Regions from separate parts of the Mus musculus genome. Here regions 1, 3, 4 and 5 are each linked to region 2. The links are chromatin contacts, called in public HiChIP or PLAC-seq and promoter capture Hi-C maps. All regions are on one chromosome and are shown on one strand. The core of a region is the stretch at or near the end of the contact, and the rest is flanking DNA. Distances in the headings are between cores, read along the strand shown.

Region 1 (2,700 bases), core at 43-2,542, 910 kb after region 2:
CCAGTTTTTATAGGCCCTCACGGGGGGGGGGGGGGAGGAGAAGGGGGGAGTAGGGGATTTCCAGATCTAAACAATGTCTATTCTTAAGAAATGGGTATGGGAGGGGTACAAGGAAAGAGTCTGGTGCAGGTGGAGCAACTCTGGATTGGCCCGGCTGTGGTTACTGGGGAGATTTTTCGATTCTATCCCAGCAACCAATATCACAAACACCTCGCAGTGAGGTGCAGCAGTGGGCACACACCTGGGTTTAAGGAACGGTCAGAACATTGGCAGACACACGGGTTCAAGGCGCGGCCAGAGCATTGTGCACCTCTATTTTTCTAAATCAGTGAAGCTACTTTTACTAACAATGAAATCTATTTTGCCAATTTGAGGGCTTCTGTGACCTTTTACATTCTATTAGGATCTTTCAGTCTGTTGTTGGTGTCCTATTTAGAATGAACAGGTTTTTTTGTTTTTTTCCCAGTCTTCCTTGGAAAAATTAACACAAAAAAACCCATACTATCTGCCTGCATTAAGCTGGATTTTCTTCACATACACCAGTTACAGCAATATTCAGTGCTGTGGCCAAACAATTTAACACAAATATGAAAATTATGTTTGAGACAGGATCTCACTAAGTAACCCTGGCCGGTCTCGAACTCCTAGAAATCTCTTGCTTCCACATCCAGAATGCTGAGAGCATCACCATGTCCAGCCCCAAATCATTTTTAAGAGCACAAGGACCGCATATAATTCTTTAGGCAGCTCTACCAGGCAGGGCCAATCTTCCCCGCATTAAAGGATAAACTGAGGTCATTGCTTTCTGCTGGGATGGGGTGGGAGAGTCTATTGCCTCATCTGCATTTCTGGATGTCTTGGGGCAAAGGCTCCACGGTGAGGTTTCCTCGCCACGTTTCCCGGAGTAGTGTGAACACCACCTAATGGCTCTCTTGGCCGGAGCAAGGCCATTGAAGGTGCATCCCATTCTACAGATGTAAGCGGAGGCTCAGAGTCGCCCGGCGCCTTACTGCAGCCCCACGAAGATCCAGCCGTGGCCCTAGGACAGTGCGAGGGTGAGCGCCTCGGACTCGGGGCGCCAGGAAGCCGCCGGCCTCAAGGTCCGGGAGCAGATCCGGAAACCTCCCTTCCGGTTCCCAGGTCCGCGTTTCGGAAGTGAGTCACTCTGCCAGCACATAATATGGCTTCCACTCCACCTACCACCCTGGACGTCGAGGGTAAGGTGGGCGGGACCCGGAAGTTGACCGTTCTGGGAATGGCGGCCGCCGGGGGCGTGGCTTCCGGCGCTCCTTGCCTGCAAGTCGCCGCCGCTGAGAGCGCAGGCGGCAGCTGACAGGCGCTTTTCTTCAGACGGCTGCGGCGGGAGCCCTGCGAGGCGGGCGGCCTCCAGCTCTCGTCCCCACGTCCCGGCCCGCGAAGTTCCAGGGCGCCGGGGCATGGAAGAGGGGAAAATGGACGAGAATGAATGGAGTTACCATGGCGAAGGCAACAAGAGCCTTGTGGTGGCCCACGCGCAGGTGAGCGGCTGGCGGGCAGCCCGGCTCCGGGCCTCACCCGACGGCTCCCGAAGCTCTGTGCCTGGTACCGTCCAGGTACCCAGGTCGTGACTCTTCCTCCAGCTTCCGCCCGGGTGGTTCCCTGGCACCCCCACAGTACCCTCCTCTGCTCCATACTCATCCCCGGCACCCCTAGCTCCGTTGGCTCCCCTTTCCTCCTAGTGTCCCTTCTCGGTTCTCTCTGTCCCGTCAGTACTCTTTCCTCATGCGCTGTGCGTGCCGCGTGGCCTCACACCGTGCAGCCTCCCCCGGGATGCTCGTCTTACTGTCAGGCAACGGTGGGCCAGAGGCTGAGCCTGGACCAGGGCCTGGGCAGCACAGGGGAAAGTTCCCAGAGTGCTGTCAGCCCACCGAGTGGAGTTCAGCCTCGAGAAACCACAGAGCTGGTGTTCTGCCTTGCTGCTGCGCTGTCAGGAACGGGGCGCTGCCACAGGTTCGCGTCCCGATCATATACTTTAAATGGTTTCTCCTTCGTTCAACTTGAAAGGCGGTTTCAGAAGATGTAGTCCTTTCCAAGGAGGCGAATTTAAAGGAAGAGAAGCATATGGATGGATCTGTGTGCAGCCCCAGATTTCTCTGACATTTTGCTGCCTGATTACAAGCTAGCAGGAATGTGGTGGGCTGGGGGAGTAGAAGGCGGGGAGGTGTCATGTGAGAAGGTTAATAACTCAGGGAGCTGGGGTGATTCACACCTCCACCACTGAGAAGCAGTAGGCTGCATTAGGAAAGTGAAGAGAGGAATAGGATGTACTTTTGTCTCTCTGAAGTTCAGATTGTATGGAGCTGTACTGAGTGTTGAGCAGCCTAGAGCTTGGGTCTTGTGTCTAGTTGGCACCTCTGACCTCCTGGTGTATTTGTTCAGAATGTAGACTGAAGAGGAGAAGGCCCCTCTTGGAAGTGTTTTAAGGCCTTTTGTGACCAAGGAGTGCTAATGTAAGTGGGGTGGAGAAACTCTGCTCCCTTCGGTCCTGGGCATGTCTGTAGTCCCCCTTCTCCTTTGAGAGCAGGTGAGCTTTGTTTCTCTGCTCAGCTTCCCAGGCCTGTCTCATCCAGTCCTGGAGAGAGGGAGGCTTTTACCTAGCCTCCCCAGGCATGCTCACTCTTTCTGATCGAGCATCAGTCACTGAGTTGAAAAGCTCTTCTA
Region 2 (2,700 bases), core at 101-2,600:
AAAAAATGCCCCACAGCTGGATCTCATGAAGGCACTTCCCAACTGAAGCGTCTTTCTCTGTGATAACTCCAGCCTGTGTCAAGTTGACACACAAAACCAGCCAGTACAGACAATAGGGCAACTGTACATACAAGCTCACTGCAGTTACAACACCATGCACAAGACCCGTGCAAGCCCAAACCAGAACAAATCTCAGCACAGAGACAAGAGTTCGGCACCAAATACCTAGTACCAAGCTACGGCAATTACTAGCTGCTGGGAGAGGAGGAGAAGGGTTTCTCTAAGAGTATATAGCCCGAGGTAAGCCAATAACAATCCAATGAAATATTCAAGAATATTGAATTCAGCATAAGTTAGTCTTAAAGGGTTTTGAAACAAAAAAGAAAGATAGGTCACAAAGATAGGTGGACTGGGGACAGAATTTTCAGTGGTGAATATAATCAAAATGAGTTGTATATATAGATCAGAGAACTAAAGAGAAAAGGAGAAACCAGGCTACACCGCCAGAAATTCAGGGAGCCAACAAGCCCTGGGTCATGGGGGAAATGTCTCTTCCCATTACATCACTCCAGGCTCTTGGAAGATCCCAGAGCTCAAGGGAGCCACACAAGGTCATTAGCCCACAATGTGTAAAAAGGCCACCCCCACTCCCCCCTACACACATATACACACAGGCACGCACGCGCACACACATACACACCACACACACAAGCCTTGTCACACACCAAGACTCCAAACTTCAAGACTAGCTCTAGTCTCTTGGTCTTTGCCGTTGCATTCAGCCAGGCAATTCTGTATGTTTTCCCCGCAAGGCAAGCGACCAAGCTGTATTTCCAAATTCATGATGAGTGCAGCTCCCCAAGACTTCTGTCCTCACCAATTCAGACATTTGTTCCTGTGGAGGATGGCTCTGATCCCTCACAAACCTCAACAGAGAGCGGGGGTGGAAAGGTGACATCTAGATGCCCCAGGTCCAATCTCCCTGACCTGGCACTAACACAGGGGACACACCTACAGCGTCATAGCCTGGGAAGCAGGCCAGACTGACCTGTAGCTTGTTTAGGACAAGATAGTGGACCCCTAACCCCGTTCTCACATGGCCCCCTCCCCATCCCAGGGTCTTCACCGAGACCCTCCTCCGGGATGGGCAGAGAAGCTGATTCCACTCCCAAAGACTCCACGCATCGAGGATGGAGCAGCGGCAGACACCTGAACCTTGTGGGTGGCCCACGCCAGCTCTCCGGACTCTTCCCCGCCTGGAGGGATCTGCAAGAGCCGAGGACGTCTGCACTTTCGCTCACCAGAACCGCAGTAGAATCGTCCACAGGCACAGGTGACGACTGCAGGATGCGGAAGTACACCGACCGGGGTGACGCGCGCGCACTTCACTACCCACGCAGCGCTAGAGATGGGGGAACTACAATACCCAGAATGCCGCGTACTGCAGGACACCCCATGCTGACTTGGCTGCAACCCGAAGCTTCAGACTATAGGAGGGGCTCCCTAGCACTGCCGGACTCTTTCATTGACTGCAAGACAACAGGGTAAGATCTTAGAGAAACAGAAAAAAAGCAGAAAAGCCAAACCGAAGTAATCTTTGCGTACTTCTAAGGAAGCTCATTAATCAATTCTTTTAAAAAAGATGTGCTATCTAGATGCCTTCCTCCTGCCAATTCAATCTTGGTTGGTTTTTTGTTTGTTTGTTTGTTTTGTTTTTTTTCTTTTTTACGTGCCTGTGAGTCGTGTGTTTTAAACTGCAGCATGTGTGGATACTGTGGGTGTTGTTTCTTGAAAATAATACTTTTTTTAAAAAATGATTACAAAAAGACAAGGGCAAACTAAGTTTGAAGATATTCATAGTGTAATGTTTTAAACTATTTTGCTCATACAAAAAAACACTTCTTGGTTGTAACAGAAAGACAAAAATCTTTGCGAAAAGACTAGGAATTTGAGCGGAACTCAATTTAATTGAATTTGAATTTTCAATTGTATTTCTAGTATTTGACGTGAGCAGTATTTTCAAATTATTTCCCATTTGCTTCTTAAAGTGAGGTGGCAAACAGCAGAAGTCAACAGGGACCAGATTCAGTCTTCCACATAAAACAAGCTTTAAAAGGACAACATGGACTAAGAAACCGATGGGGAAGCACTGCACACAGAAACAATGGAGGAATATCAGTGATGTGGACAATAAACGAAGTGAGCAGCGAACTCCCCTGGTGAGAAACCGTTCTGGCACAGAACAGAGAAGGGAGACCCGAGCAAGACCTGGAGGTCAACCTGAGACGAAGCCGGGGCCCTGGGGAAACCAAGGCAGCTTCAGTTCAAAGGACAGTACGAAGGACCAGAGAAATCCACAGAGGTTCAGTGGCTCCTTCCTCGGGCGTTCACCGAACACTGACAGCACGCGACACACAGCTGTGCCATCCCAGGGAAAAGTCCCGGGAAAAATGTCAGTGGGAATAAAGGGGGTGAGGAACAACACCTCTTCCTATGAGGCCATAAAGCCTTCAGAGTTGTACATAATACCTGGAAATGGTTTCATCTTGATAGGAAGACAAGATGGGGCCCCCGAGCCTTTCTTGTTTCACCTAGGAAAATGCAAAACTAAGCCTAGAAAAGATCAAATTGTTTACAAGTAACTTCATTTTATTTTTTTTTAAGTTTGAGCATACTTAGGATACACGCCACACTTGATAA
Region 3 (2,700 bases), core at 38-2,537, 700 kb after region 2:
TGCCTGTGTCCTTCCAGCTAAAAGTTCTCCACCCCCACAACTACCTGTTCTCCTGGAGGTGGGATGTCTCATTTTCCATGGGTATCCTGTCTCTACAATGGGCCCTTGGAGGCCAGCACAGGCGAGATCTGTCCCACACATCCTGATGAACTTACTAGAGGATCTGGGAAACCAGAGGCTGAGGCCAAGGCTCCCATTCTGCTCCTACCACTGACCAGCAGGGTGGTCTGGGGGCACTTACCCAACCTGAGATTTTATCTTCCCATTCCTACACAGACATGAGAATATTCCTTCTGCCCCCAAATGGCTATTCTGAACAAGAGTGTATATTAGGGGCTCTACACATAATGCTCAGAAATTGCAGCTCCAAACAAGAAGGGCCTGGAAGATGGGGTCTCCTCTAACCTGTTCTAGAAGTCACCAGGTTGCAACCTATGAGGTCTTATTTTTGTGCATGCCCAACGCTGACTCCAGTTTAGAGACCCCTGGGATTTCTGGGGTTACCTCATCTCTCTGGGCTATCCCAGGTGAACTCTGCCATATGAAGTACAAGAGACTCCCAGAAAAAAAGTGCATCTGGTAGCTATCACGTTCCCTAGGCTCTAAGGCAGCAGGGGTCCCTCGCTGACTCATCCTCTCATCGGATCTTTTACCGAGAGAACTTAGCACAGCAATGTCACTGTGTCCCTCTGGGATCAGGAATAAAGTGGGTGAGTCCCCAGAGCAAAAGGGTTGGGCTGGGGCAACCAAGCCATCCTGGAGAAGAGGGATCCAGTTGTTGGGTCCGAATTCTCTAGACCCATCTAGAGCGGGAAACACGGGCGTCTCCCTGGTACTACAAGCTACCCAGGTTTGCAGCGCCGGTCCCGCCTCCAAGGGGGTTGTGTGCAAGCGGCGCTCTAAAGTCTCAGCAGACTGGCGAGGAGCACCATTTCCCTCTCTCAGATCCATCCCGTCCCGGGACACCGCCCGTTCCGCAGGCGCAGCCGGTGCAGTGCACCGGGAGAGCGCTCACCTGCTGCTCTTCCTCCTCGACCCGCGACGGCCCCCCACTCAGCACCCGAGACCCCTGGCGCCCCCGGCCCGTCGCGCAGAGCCCGGGACACCCCGCCGCCGCGCGCCTCTTACGCCCGCGTCGCCGGCGCCAGCTGACGCCAAGGTCACACGGCTCCCGTCGCCCTCCTGGACCCGCGCCCACCTGTCATGGCGGAGGACACGGCGCCGCCCCGTCGTCCTCGGCTGTCCGCCGCCCGGCGCGAGGGCTCCGGTGACCGCCGCCCGCAGGCCTGGCCCTAAGCCCCGCCTCTTCCCTATAGGTCCCGCCCAGCGACGACATCTTAGCCCCCAAGCCCCTCCCTCCGATTAGCCACGCCCCTTTCTGTACTTCGCACTGGAGACGCGTCAGCCGTGGGGCGGCTCGGGCTCTAAACAACTTCCCTAACTCTATACTACGCGCAGCAGAGAGCTCGGCCCCTGAGGAGCTTCTCCTGTAGCGACGCCGGGAGTCCCGCTCCAGCTAGCATAAGTGACCTAGCGGAGAAACTCAGTACCCAAGTCCTTGTCTGGACCAGAGAACTCAAGCCACGTCCCGGCTCAAGGCTCGCCCCATTCACAGCCTCTCCAATAGCTACCCGGGTCGGCGTCCCTTCGCCTATGCCCTGCCCCTCCTCCCGGTCTTGTGCCTGCTTTTTGCGGAGGTTAGGAGGTTATTGTGAACTTCTCAGTTCAATTTTCTGCTGCTACGCTCTGGCCACCCCACTCCCATCTCCTGGATGAAGAAACCGAGTCTTAAAAGAGACGAGAATTACCCAAGGTCACATAGGAGGTCAAGTCTGGCATAAAAGGCTGGTGGGAGTTCATTGGCAACCAGGGACCGAACGGAAGTCCACAGGGCCTCGACCGGACAGTGATGAATTGAGACTTAACAGAGAACTTAGTGGGTCCTCGTTCTACCAAGTCCCCCATTTACACAGAGGACAAATGGCTGGCATTGCCGCCTAGTTAAGGAAGTCATGTAGTCTGACCGAGCCTCAATTTTCCTAACTGTAAAATGTGTGGCCTCAGGTGATAAATCTTTCTGCCTCCCAACTTGTTTCCCTTCTGTTGTACATAGGCCTGGCTCTTCAAGCTCTGGTACCAACCACAGGAAGGCCCCAAGCCCAGGCCCAGCTAGGAAATGGAGATCTGCGAGGGTCGGGGAGGCAGGACCCTCACAGCCAGCAATGGCAGCAGGCACCAGATTTTGCTTCTCCGCTGGTGCGGCTAGTCTGGCACACTTTAGAGCTGTAACTTGAGATATTGGAACCAGACCAGGACCAAGACCAGGAATGGAGGCCCCAGGTCTGGATGCACTTCCCGGACAGTCCAGGAACCCCCTGGGTCCCTGAGCCCTCCGTGTCTGTCTCTGTCCTCCCCAGTGCTGCAACCTCTCATCTTGGGAGTGAGAGGCTCGAAAGGAATCTGGAGATTGACTTACAAGGTCACTTAGAGCTCCAAACTCTTGGACCCAGTGGTATTGATCAATACATTCCTGCCCCTTGCTAAAAACTGCAGAAAGCGAGGTTTGCTCAGGTTCCCCACCGGCCAGGCAAATGCAGAGTCAGCAGGCAGCTGTCCTCAGCACTAATCTGTGCCTGCAGAGGGGACAGACAGCATGGACAGACTTTGTTCCAGAGCAGGGTATAGGTACTATGTACCTGA
Region 4 (2,700 bases), core at 199-2,698, 630 kb after region 2:
CGCTCCGGGCCAGGGTCCGAGGGGACACTCGGGGAGCCGGGAGGCGCAGCGGGCGCGGCGGGCGCGGGCGCGGCGGGGCGGCCCCGGGCGCGCTCCGCGATGAGCCGGCGCGTCTTGCAGAGTAGAAGCACCCTGCGCTGCAGAGGCTGTGGGGGCTGCGCGCTCGGCGTCTCGGCCGCCTCCAGGCCCGGCGGCTCCTCCTGGTCCGACTCCACCACGCTGCGCCGCAGGAAGCGCTGGGGCCCGAGCCGCGCCGCCCTCGCCCGCGGCTCCGCCATGCCCGCCGACCCCGTGCCGCGCCCGGCTTCCATCAGCGCGCCGGGGGCGTCTCGGCGGCCGCCATCGCCGTCCATCTCTGCGGGCCAAGGACACACGGACCCTGCGTGAGCGCCAGCCCCGCCGCACCTGCCTGGGCCGCGGGATGAGACAGCGCCGCCTCTGGGCCCGCGCCCTGCCCAGCCCCACCGCAGAAGTGACCTGCCGGGCGGTCCTCTGCGGGCTCCGGGGAGAGGGCTGCAGACCGGACCCCGAGGCGAGGATTGCAAGGGGATGCCCTGCTTCACTCAGCTCCGAGCCGGGAACACGGCCTGTCTCTAGCTGTCCCAGGGACTCCAGGAGGGACGACCTGCTAGGTGTCCCTGAGGGCTCAAAGGAGCTACAGAAGGGCTCGGGAGGCTGGAGAAAGGGGTCAAGGCCAGTACTGGAGCGACCCCGCTAGGCTATCCCGCGAGCGGGTGGGGAAGGGACAGGGAGGCCGGGGTAAAGGGAAGCACCGGACAGGAGCAGGCTCCACAAAGGACGCGGGCCCGGGGCGCGCGGGGAGGGGGCTGCGGCGGCGCGGCGCGCACACAAAGGCGGCGAACGGGAGAGCTCGATACTCACAGGGCGAGCGGGCGCTGTCCATGCCCGCAGCCCGGGGACCCGGGCGAGCGAGGAGGGCGAGGCCGCGCTCCGGGGCCAGAGTCCTCTCTCGGGGCCGCGTCGCGCTGGGGCGGGGTCCTGGCTGCAGCGGGGGTCGCCAGGCCGTTCTGCTCCTACGATGCTGCTCCCTCGGGCCGGGCCGCTGCGGGGCCGCGCTCCCGCGTGCTCCTGCCGGCTCCGCGCGCCTCCGCTCCCGCACCGGCTCCGAACTAGCGCGCGGGGAGGGCGGGGCTTCCGTTCGTCCCACCCTCCCCAAGACCGGAGCGCGGGGCGGGGCCTGACACGCCCACCTGGCTGCGGCTGAGCGCCGCCACCTGCGGGATGCTCCCCATGGCCTCCACCTGCGGCAAGGGTTCCAGGCCGGCGCCTGGCCCTGAAGCTCTTTGGAAGTGGTCCGCTGAACTGTGGGGCCTTGAGGGGCTCTATTTTCCCCGGAGGTGGCAGGCCACAGACAACGTGACTTAGCCAGAGAGCCAAATCCTGGAACCTATGCCAAGACAAAACAGACAACCTCAGGATATCCTAGGTGCCCAAGTATGGTTGCAAAATTGGAGTGTCTTCTGGGCCTTTCTGTACTGCCAGGATATGGGAAAACCTCACTATCATCCACGGACGTTGGTACCAGTAAGCGCTGTGTCCCTCTTTTCCATTAAGCAAATCCAGATCTCAAAGACAGATGTCCTTTTGCCCTGATCAGTAGCGTGGTGGCCCAAGCCTATAATCCCAACACCGGTGGGGGAGGGCTGTGGGGGGCAGAGGATACTTGATCCAGGAGTTGGGTCACGTGGCAATAAAGGAACCAGGAACCGTCTCAAAAATAAATGAAAAAAAAAAATAGAAAGGATTTCTCTGTCCTAAATCTCAGAGGTCCCAAGATGGAAACTGGAAAAGGTTTCCAGAAACCCCTTGACTTACCATATTGATTGCCATCTTTCCCCACCCTCAACCCCCTCAGGAGCTTCTCTCTCCACCCCCTGAGCTACTCAATTACCCCAGACAAGCCCTTGCCCCGGGCATCTCTGAACCTGACTGCAAGGGTCACAGAAGACTGACCTGATTTCTGAGCCCATGCCAGGCACCTGCACCTGGGCTCACCAGTTGTGATGCACATCATTGGGGTCACTTCACCTGAAGAAAACAGCGCAAAGGAAGTTACCAGCATGTTCTGATCTCTTTGCTCATCCTGATGGTATGGCACCCTGTCAAAGATGCAAGTTACAAATGTGAACCGATGGCCAGCGGCTGCTGGCCTTAGAGCCTTTGACACCAGCAACTCATAAGACAGAAAAGCCAACAGAGGCAACACATCCTTCACGATTAAAGGGAAGCAAATGCAGACAGAGCTGTTACCCAGTGACAGGGTTTCCCTGGCCCTGCTAGGGGCTGTCAGTGGATGCTGATACCAGTCAAAAGTAACTTTAAAAGGCTGATGTTCAAGTCACTTCCTAGCTGAGTTGGGTGGTAGCACACTGTCTCCTTAAAGGGGGAATGCTGGGACTACTTACGTTATGAAAACTGAGAGCCATGAAGTTAGGACTCCAACATATACCCCAGAGACCCAGGGGTTAAATTGTGTACTTGTCACTGGACTGGGCATTTGCCAGATGCCTGTTAATTTATATTATCTCATTTCTCATCTACCTTGGGAGTCAGGCATGAACGTAAAGCCCACTCAACCAGAAGCAGAGCGCAGGTGCCAGCTCTGTGGGTCTGAGTGTCTCTGGAGATGGGGATCCAAGCTGCACCTCCCAAGCTGGGGCAGAATGTGGGTGAGGACCA
Region 5 (2,700 bases), core at 54-2,553, 670 kb after region 2:
ACCAGGCTGGCCTCGAACTCAGACATACACCTGTCTCTGCCTCCAAGTGCTGGGATTAAAGGCTTGTGCCACCACCTCTACCACCAGGCTGGCTCCATTTCTTATTTCTAATCCTCTTCCTTCTGGATGTGAGACAGGGGACAGAGGGTCCGCAGGTTCACTTGGCCTTTAGCAAACTCCAGCCTTATGCTAAGACACAAGCTGGCAAGAAGGGTCATAAAGAGAAGGTGAACCACTCCATCAAGGAACGGTAGTTCTGAGCCCCAGCTTGTAATCTCCCTAAGAGTCTCATCGTCCTTATTCCTTCTGAGACTCTAGGAGATACCAGGAGAGGAGTGTGGCACCCCTGAGGCCAGGCAAAGCATGGGGCCTGAGAGTGAGGCCAGGGTGGGAAGGAAGAAGGCACAGCAACTGGCTTTTACTCCTGCATCTAGTGTGTCTCCTCGGACGACAGCACCCCATCACACTCCATCTAGCTTCCTAGGCCAGGAAAAGACATGGTACTGGGGCACAAAGGTCCATTGGGCCACGAACTGCAGTAGCCAACCAACACGTCATACCCTTGGAGTATAGATGTCAGGGCTATGATGTCAGCTTCTTCTGGACACTAAAGCTGTTGTGCTTCCCTCTGGTCCCTGGTCTCTCTTGGAGGGTGGTGTGGGAGGCAGGAGAGTCCCGGAGAGCGGAATGCCAGCCTTCTCCACCAGTGCCAGCCACACGCAGGCTCTGCACAGTGGGGTGCTGGCTGCAAGCTAGACCCAGAGCAAGAGGCTCTCCCTCATATGTTCTATTCTCCAGGCAGAACAGCTGAGGGCTCTAAAGTGGAAACCTGGAGTAACCGTTGACACCCTTTTCCTGTGTTGAGTTACCCTGAAGGGACTTACAGCCTCAGGGCGTGTCCTCCCCAAGGAAAAAACCTCAGCACGGGGCAGCATGTGCCTCGCCCTTGGCCTCACTTTTAAACAGATCAAGTGCTTATGTTCAAAGTTCAGAGGGGGGCCCGTTTGATCAACAACTTTGAGACAGGGTCCCTGGGGACCCCCGATGTCATCGCGAGGACAGGCGCTGGGCTGCTTGCCCTAGCCATCGTGAAGGAGCCTGAGAATTGGGGACATCAAGGCCGCTGGAGAAGTGCTATCCTGCTCAGGCGCGATTCCAGCAGCTGGCGTCTAGGCCCCGGCCCGCCCCGGGTGGAGGCGGAGTCCGGGGGCGGCCGCGCGCGGGGGGCGTGTCGGGGGCGGGCCGGGGGCGGGCCGGGGGCGGGCGCACAGCCGTAGCCCGTGGCGGAGGCGCGGGTGCGCTCAGGCCGTGTGCTGGGCGGCCCGGGCGGCCGCACCATGGAGTCGGGCACTGAGGAGTATGAGCTCAACGGCGACCTGCGCCCGGGCTCCCCCGGTTCCCCCGACGCCTTGGTAAGCTCTCAGCACCTCCTGCCCCGGCTGCTGTGTGACCTTGGCCGGCGCCGCCCTCTCTGGGCCCGGCACGTCAGCGGGCACCTGTGGGCGTCTGGCCCGGTTTCGCGCGGCGTCCGCACTGCGGGGGGTGGTGGTGGCCGCTGCTTCCGGGCAAAGTCGTGCTTGACCTGTCTCTAGCGCAAGTGGTGGCCCACGGGTCTGGGGCCAGCACAGCAGGTAGGCAGAGGCGCCGGGCGGTCTAGCTTGCTGCCGTCGCCCCGCTGTGCAGAGCCCGCGTCTGGCTGGCACCACTCCTCGGGTGGAGAAGGCTGGCATTCCGCTCTCCGGGACTCTCCTGCCTCCCACACCATCCTCCAACTTCCAACGCCTCCGGGCTGTCTCCTGCGTGCCTTGGGGTGGGCGGGAGAAGAGTCACCGCCTCCTGGTTGGAAGCTAGCATCAGGCAGACAGCTACGTCACCACACGGTGACCACACGGTCGTCTGCAGCAGTGATAAGGGGGAAACCCGTGGCTGTGTCTCTGCTGCTGTCACCTGCCTATGAAAAACAGAACGCCACCCTCTCGATCGTCAGGGTGCTAGTTCTAGGACTGTAAGGACCTGCCTCGAGTTTGCTCTGCCTAGCCTGCTAAGGCCACAGCGATGGTCGGATGCCTGTGTCGAGGGACCATCTTTCCTGACCCCTCACCTCATAGTCTACCTCCGGGGCAGGGCCTGAGCATGCCAGGGCCGAGCCTTCACTTGTACCACCCCGCATGGCCCTCTGTCCCTCGGTGACATGTTGACTTTGGACATTCCTTCTATTTCCGACCCCCCCCCCCAGGGATGGGGTGGAGTGGGGTGGGGAATTGCACCAGGCTGGGATTTTCCACAAGTCTTTGCGGTGCAAAATAAACCAGAACAGAGACTTTCTGCCCAGGTCCATATAGTGGAAACAGGGAACACCAACGTCTCCTGGGACTACTTCAGGTGTGCCAGCTGAGACTTGGGCTCTGCCAAAATGTGTGAACACTCCGGAAGCAGTGGGCCAGGGACACCCCGGGCTGAGTTCCTTTAGGGAGCCCATCAACTGTCTGGGCCTTTTGTATGTGGGTCTACAATAAAGAACCAGTGATCTCTAGGCCTTTAAGGACAAGGGATGCAAATCAGGAACAGGTGGGCCCGTGGTTCAGCTGCGGATTTGAAGGGAAACTGGCTGTCTCTGAGCAGCAGCCTCCCCCTTCAGCTCTGCAGACAGCTGGATCAGCTGTGCCTCCCAAGAGAATTCTGAGCACAGACACAGGAGAG

Evidence for each region. Promoter capture Hi-C pulls out the DNA fragments that hold promoters and counts their contacts. HiChIP or PLAC-seq counts read pairs in DNA pulled down with a chosen protein or histone mark.
Region 1: a promoter capture Hi-C map of pre-B cells shows a contact between it and region 2, with 4 times the contacts expected there. The contact joins the promoter of Ippk here to the promoter of Zfp169 in region 2. A contact is called at or near these places in 3 of 39 promoter capture datasets (the C10 cell line, liver and pre-B cells), 2 of 484 Hi-C or Micro-C datasets (CD4 T cells and liver), 1 of 115 datasets of contacts at active chromatin or transcription factors (bone marrow-derived macrophages) and 2 of 9 other capture datasets (adipose tissue and liver).
Region 3: an H3K27ac HiChIP or PLAC-seq map of double positive thymocytes shows a contact between it and region 2, with 6 times the contacts expected there. The contact joins the promoter of Card19 here to the promoter of Zfp169 in region 2. A contact is called at or near these places in 7 of 39 promoter capture datasets (the 3T3-L1 cell line, cranial neural crest, frontonasal cranial neural crest and 4 more), 1 of 484 Hi-C or Micro-C datasets (cerebellum) and 2 of 115 datasets of contacts at active chromatin or transcription factors (craniofacial prominence and double positive thymocytes).
Region 4: a promoter capture Hi-C map of the HPC-7 cell line shows a contact between it and region 2, with 6 times the contacts expected there. The contact joins the promoter of Wnk2 here to the promoter of Zfp169 in region 2. A contact is called at or near these places in 16 of 39 promoter capture datasets (the 3T3-L1 cell line, 3T3-L1-derived adipocytes, the HPC-7 cell line and 9 more), 1 of 15 datasets of contacts at CTCF or cohesin (embryonic stem cells), 7 of 484 Hi-C or Micro-C datasets (the C2C12 cell line, cerebral cortex, cranial neural crest and 2 more), 1 of 115 datasets of contacts at active chromatin or transcription factors (embryonic stem cells) and 1 of 9 other capture datasets (adipose tissue).
Region 5: a contact with region 2 is called in a promoter capture Hi-C map of pre-B cells, with 4 times the contacts expected there. The contact joins the promoter of Ninj1 here to the promoter of Zfp169 in region 2. A contact is called at or near these places in 15 of 39 promoter capture datasets (the 3T3-L1 cell line, 3T3-L1-derived adipocytes, the C10 cell line and 10 more), 1 of 15 datasets of contacts at CTCF or cohesin (embryonic stem cells), 12 of 484 Hi-C or Micro-C datasets (the Ba/F3 cell line, the N1E-115 cell line, cardiomyocytes and 8 more), 2 of 115 datasets of contacts at active chromatin or transcription factors (embryonic stem cells and memory CD8 T cells) and 1 of 9 other capture datasets (liver).

The regions. Positions count from the first base shown.
Region 1 is chr13:49,419,950-49,422,649 of GRCm38.p6, forward strand. It overlaps Ippk (inositol 1,3,4,5,6-pentakisphosphate 2-kinase), which reads left to right and starts at 1,293. Exons shown (of 13, transcript NM_199056.4): 1 at 1,293-1,517. The coding sequence starts at 1,437.
Region 2 is chr13:48,512,086-48,514,785 of GRCm38.p6, forward strand. It overlaps Zfp169 (zinc finger protein 169), which reads right to left and starts at 1,351. Exons shown (of 5, transcript NM_026450.3): 1 at 1,210-1,351. A830005F24Rik (RIKEN cDNA A830005F24 gene) reads left to right here and starts at 1,485. Exons shown (of 2, transcript NR_165458.1): 1 at 1,485-1,544; 2 at 2,049-2,700.
Region 3 is chr13:49,214,739-49,217,438 of GRCm38.p6, forward strand. It overlaps Card19 (caspase recruitment domain family, member 19), which reads right to left and starts at 1,288. Exons shown (of 6, transcript NM_026738.2): 1 at 1,199-1,288. The coding sequence starts at 1,205.
Region 4 is chr13:49,146,880-49,149,579 of GRCm38.p6, forward strand. It overlaps Wnk2 (WNK lysine deficient protein kinase 2), which reads right to left and starts at 1,449. Exons shown (of 30, transcript NM_001290313.1): 1 at 883-1,449; 2 at 1-355. The coding sequence starts at 353.
Region 5 is chr13:49,186,226-49,188,925 of GRCm38.p6, forward strand. It overlaps Ninj1 (ninjurin 1), which reads left to right and starts at 1,304. Exons shown (of 4, transcript NM_013610.3): 1 at 1,304-1,412. The coding sequence starts at 1,338.